Linked DNA regions of Mus musculus: region 2 is linked to region 1. A link is a contact called in public promoter capture Hi-C data. All regions are on one chromosome and are shown on one strand. Each heading gives the region's core, a stretch centred on a gene start, on an enhancer-like site or on the middle of the called end of the contact. The rest is flanking DNA. Distances are from core to core; before and after follow the strand shown.

What was found. Promoter capture Hi-C pulls out the DNA fragments that hold promoters and counts their contacts.
Region 2: a promoter capture Hi-C map of cranial neural crest shows a contact between it and region 1. The contact joins the enhancer-like site here to the promoter of Hdac2 in region 1. A contact is called at or near these places in 8 of 39 promoter capture datasets (the C10 cell line, cranial neural crest, frontonasal cranial neural crest and 5 more), 8 of 115 datasets of contacts at active chromatin or transcription factors (astrocytes, bone marrow-derived dendritic cells, bone marrow-derived macrophages and 5 more) and 1 of 9 other capture datasets (adipose tissue).

The regions. Positions count from the first base shown.
Region 1 is chr10:36,973,048-36,975,901 of GRCm38.p6, forward strand. It overlaps Hdac2 (histone deacetylase 2), which reads left to right and starts at 1,497. Exons shown (of 14, transcript NM_008229.2): 1 at 1,497-1,756. The coding sequence starts at 1,705.
Region 2 is chr10:39,042,488-39,045,317 of GRCm38.p6, forward strand. Lama4 (laminin, alpha 4) reads left to right here. Exons shown (of 38, transcript NM_010681.4): 9 at 94-205. Among named protein-coding and RNA genes, the nearest start is that of Lama4, 78 kb to the left of the region's middle. Within about 2 kb of position 1,369, at least 18 of the 459 cell types and tissues checked have an H3K27ac peak or open chromatin away from gene starts, as enhancers often do.

The DNA of each region.
Region 1 (2,854 bases), core at 247-2,746:
TTAAATGTTGAGCTAAATGTATTAAAAAGCGCAAAAAAACAGGTGTGGTGGGGGAACAGAGGCTAGAAGTCTCCCTGAAAAAAATCAAGTCTTATTTCCTACTTCCCCCGTGTTTGGTCTGGGGAAGAACAATAGTGTTTGCTTAAGCATCTCATTCTGTTTTCAAAACCTTGCATGGTTGACTTGGGAACTGATAGAGAAAATGAAGCAAACAATACTCTGTAATCAACATTAACATCAAAGCTAGCTCTCTCCACTGTGGTCCCTGACCCAACCACGTTAATCTCCCAGGGTCTTGTTAAAACTGTAGGCTTGGGAGAGAAGTGGTTGTGGTGAGGGGTACCTTGGAGTAATTCTAAGTCTCTTGGGGTTAAGCCTGGAAGATTGGTGCTTTATGTATTAAGAGTCCTGGGGATCCGAAAGTAGAAAAATAATGATTTTTGTTAGTGACTCAGTATGGTTCTTACTTCAACACCTCCTCTTAAGGGAGGAAGTAGTGTGTGCATGTAGCTGGAATTTTAAATAATAACAGTTCAGGTGTGTGAGTATTTCATTAGACAGTCAGCTTCCATCCTTTATGCATCCTTTAAGCAGGTTGGTTTAGACAGGTGCACAATAAACGCCAGGCTATTAAACACAGGGACTCCAATATTTAAACCAATTCTTTTGAATTGTCTGGCTAGAAGCACATCCAGTCTGATAAAGTAGACAAAGCACGTGGAGTCTTGAAAAGTTCGACACCCCTTCGGTCCTCAGATGACTATTATTTAGCAATTGAGAGCACTATACTCCTTCTTTTGCCCACACCTATAAGGAGATGGACATGGCACGTACATCCCAGCACTTTTGACAGCTTTAAATGGTGTTTATTACGAGCAGGTATGGATGCTGGGAACAGTGCTTATACCGAGTCCTGGAAATGCTTATTAAACCCAGGAGATACAAGGAGTCTGCCATTAACCTCTCTGTAACTCAAGAGTAGTTATCAGGAGCCAATGAGGGAGAACAAGAGAATTGAAACACGTGGGAATATCGGACCACCAGGTAGCGGGTGTGTGTGTGGGGGGAGGCAGCCCTAGGGAGCTCTCAAGCCGAGGCCCCTCGGGGTCCCCGCGGCACGTGGCGGGCTCGGGCCGGAGCGTCGCGGCGGTGGGGGAGGGGAGCGGCATGAGCCCTGGAGGAGGGGTCTAGACTGCCCGGGATTCGTTTGAGCAGGCGCGGAGTGCGCAGGCTCGGCCCAGGCGCAACCAGTGCGCGTAAGACCGAGGGGTGAACCTCACTGCTGCGCGTCCGGGTCTCTGAGCAAGGGGCTAAAGTCCGCTTGTGCGCACCTCCGGACTGTGTGTGACTACCCGTAGAAACACTACTGTCGCCCTGGCCGGTGGCGTCCACTCCGTCCCGGTCGCTCCCTCCCGACCGTAGTTGTGGTGCCCCCCTCCGCGCAGCCGCAGTGGTCGCTCCCGCCTCGCAGCCCCGCCGCCCGGAGGCCTACCCCTGCCGAGTGTCGCGCGTCGGCGCCGCTGCCTATCCCGCTCTGTGCCCTACGGCCCTCCCGGCACCCGCCGCCGTCCCGCTCCGGGCTGCCCTTGCTCCGAGGGCTGCAGCACCGGCCGTCCCCGTCAGCCCTCTTGTCTGGCCGCCGGGCCGCGGCGGGCGGGAGCAGCCGGAGGAGGAGCCGCAGCCGGGAGGCGGCGGCCTGAGCCCATGGCGTACAGTCAAGGAGGCGGCAAGAAGAAAGTGTGCTACTACTATGATGGTGAGTGGCCGAGGAGCCTGCAGCCGGGATGCGGGGAGGGCGCGGCGGGGTGTCGGGGGTGGCAGCCCGCGGGGACACCAACACGGCCTACCCAGCGGTGGCGTCTCGGGGACGCCCGCCTTCGCTCCTCTCGGGTCCTCTCGGGCACACGCAGGTTTAGGGTGCACTGCCTCTGACCGGTCTCCCGAGGAACCCCAGTTGGCACCCTGGGCCTGACTGCACAAAGCTGGCGTCCTGGAGCTCCGCCCCACGTCCCTGTCCCCTCCCCCGCTCTCCCGGTCCCCCCTTCTCGCCCCCGATCTGTCCGCGCTGCGCTTCCAGCCTCACCCGGGACCCCGGCACCCGGGTGGGGCTGCGGAGGAGTTACTGCTGGCCGGTGGCCAAGTTCGCAGAGCGGCGCTGTCTCGCTGGTGTTTTGCGTGGACTACATCCCTCGCCTTTGTTCGCGTTCTTCGAGCTCCACTTTCTCAGGGTTCAAATGGAAGGGCTGCACTTCCTCGGTGACAATTAAGGGGTTTTGAGTTGGAAGTAGGTAGGTCGTTGGGAAGTGGTAGGAGAGAGGAAGCGTGCAGTTGTTCTTGTTTGATGGGTCCTGGCATGTCTCTATGGGAGGTTATTACCTCCCCCTTCTTTGTTGCTCTTTGTTCGATCTGCTATAATACCCTGCTCTGGGGGGTTAGGAAAGAACACCGGCATCTTGCTTAGGAACTCTTCTACTGTGGTGAAGACCTTGCTGCAGGAAACTTTGAGAAGTGGACTAAATATTCACAATGCAGTGAACGGTACAAGGTGACTGTAAGGATTTTCTAATTTGGAGTATAAGTAGTAATAGTCTCTGGGTTCAGTTACACCAAATGGAATGGTGCCCTGCCTATACAGATTTCACCCAAGACATCAATAGATAAACCATTGAGAGAAGTAATAAGGAAATTTGACAGAACTTTCGAAGCTCATTGATTGAACGCTTGATCTCCACAAAGCAATATGAAATTGGGAGCGTTTTCTGTAGTTGTATTGAAGTCACAGTGTTTGGAGAGGTAGATTAGAGAACTAGGCTGAATGAAACACTTAAACTTGTTAAAATAGTCGTGCATTTTC
Region 2 (2,830 bases), core at 119-2,618, 2.1 Mb after region 1:
AGCATAAACCAACCATCACAAGTACATTATATTCACCCATCCTCATAGGTGAGTATATAACATAAATCTAATGTTTATTTGTATAATTTGTAGGGAAGTCAAGCCTCAAGAAAGGGTATGCTGGTTGAGAAGGAAAGCATGGATACAATTGACCAAGCAACCCATCTTGTCGAGCAAGCCCACAACATGAGGGACAAAATCCAAGGTAAGTATCTTCCCTTTTGTTTAACTTCATGTCAAGGAAACATCCATGTGTGGTTGACAATTGAATAACAGGTATTGTCAGGGATTGCTGTGTGCAGGAGCATATTGTTCAAATGGCTACAGGTTTTAGCTTCCGTACAGTCTTCATGGTGACTTTGCACGTTAAGATTTCTAAACGCCTGTTCCTATGTATCTCTCAGTGTTCAAGAATAAATATACACAATCACTCTTTCAAGGCATTCCACTACATTTAATGCCACACTCCTTTTCTACCAGAGGAAATGTGGTGTCTTTAAACTGAAAGAGTTTAGTAGGAGTCACATTTTTTCCAATTATTTGAAGCCCTCAAATATGTCTCTGGTATATGAATAAACCATGTCGGGTGTGGCTGTACATACCTCTGATCTCAGGACTTGGGAGATAGAGGAAGGTGGATATCTGTGAGTTGAAGATGAACCTGGTCCACATAGCCAGTTTCAGGCTAGTTTTGGGTCATGCTATGAAACCCTGTATCAAAAATATGGGAGGCAGGGGTGGGGGTGAGGAGAATTAGAGCAAACCAGTCCAAATAATTTCTGGCTGTTTGTGATGCTCTTCCTTACTGACCAGCAGAGAAGTTAGTAGCTCAGGTTTGCAACCCAAAAGCAAAGGGACAAAGGCCTGTGAGTGATTCCGTGTCCTAAAGCATTGTGGCAGGATCTACCCGTCCTGCTGAAGATTCCACTCTTCTGAGCTCTGATTTCCACTAAGTGCAGGCTGCATCTTGAAGAGTGTTTTAACAGTGCAGGAAATCTGTCTTCAATTTCCCAACAGAAAGAGACTGCATTTGTTCTAGGATAAAGAGACATTCCTCGGGTTAGAGTCAGCGAAGATCTGCTATTTGTTTCCATGGGTTTTTTTTTTTTTTTTTTTTTTTTTTTGCTACATATCAGGAGTTAGGTGTCAATACCAAATGCATCTCAGGGCACAGTGACAGTAAAGAGACTCACAGTGAGAGATTCATATCTTTGCACTGAGGAGCCAGGAGCATATTCTAGGCTAAGGAACATATAAAGCCAAAATTGATCTTTGCTTCGCTTCCTTGGATGCCTGTAAAGCACAGGAAAAGCAAGTGGCGTGCATTTCAGACTTCCTGCTGCCTTCCTCCAAGCTCATGTGTTTGCATTTACTGATAACGTATTCCTTTCCTAAAGCATTGGTCTATTGATCTGTTCAGTCAGTGAGACAGAACCTAGAAATATGCCCTCGTATTTATCCAATTGAGAAATAAATGCCCCATTAGGCAGCAGATAAAGTCAAGAGCCTTCTAAGCCAGACAGAGGAAGTATTCACCTTTGCTATTTAGCAAACCAGGCCTTGGTCATTAGGTGTTTCCTTTGAAAAGAGTCTGAACCATCTTACTTGTCCTTTGGTCATGGGAAAAGACAGAGGAAAAAAATACCAAGGAAAGGGAAGAAGGAAACTAATTTTTATCAGTTTTCATTTCTTTAAAATAATGTATGAATAGTCTCCAAAGACAAAGGCACAAGTGTCACTGTATATATACAGTGCTAATCTGTCCCAGACATAGCTAAAACAAAACAGCCTGAGACTGAACAGAATTTACATCAAAATGCCAACTAATTCAGCTTTGCCCCACCAGAACCTGGGGTGAAGGTGGGAGTGGGGGATGGTGTGTTTGATTTATTTAAGGTTTACATTTAGTTTATTTCAATAAATCGTATTTTAGACTTTGTATGAAAAGTGAATGTTTAAAGCTTTGATACTTGGGGTTTGGAGGGGTTAGCAATGTTGATGTCCCTGTAACACTCACAGTAATGTTTGGAGCATTAAAACCATCTATCCCCATTTATGTCCCTTCTTTCAAAATTCAAGAACACTGCATTGCATCGATAGTACATCATTTCTCATTCCCAACCATCTCTAAAATAGCTGCCAGCGACCTTCAAGCTGGTGTCCACATAAAATACAACTCCTCACCCTGGTGTGATTTATGTGACGCCAGTGTTTGTCACCCATCTTATCTGGCCAACCACATAGATCATGATGAACCACAGACATACAATTTCATTATGCCAGGAAGATAAAGCACTTCCTCCCAGAGCTCCCAGAGAACAAGGGACCCATTCAGCTTCTCCTCTGATCATATGGAATAGGAATGAGGGCATGAAAGAACTGTTACATGCCAGTGTTTAGGCAAGTTACCTAATCCCTCTAAGCTTCAATGCCCCCTTGGTTCTAAAATCTTCAGCTCACATCAGATGTAGGACAAACCTTGAAGTCAAATGGCCCAGTCTTAAAAATATTCACCACAGAAGGCAAATAGAAAAATCATGTTATATGTATGTGTGTGTCTACATATATGACTTTAATATGTATATAACATATAATGTATATATTATTCAGAAAAAATATGAGCAAAATGATCACATGATAATTTTTTAATCCTTTTACTAGCTTGATTGTAAAACTATCTGAAAGGCTCAATTACAAATGTACTCTCATTTTGGCTTAGAGCTTTGTTTTGTTAAATCATTTATGACTAAAATGGAATTAATATCCCCATTGCATGCTACAAGTGACAGGAGACACTGCCAAACATTTTTTTCCAAGCCAAGTATTTCTA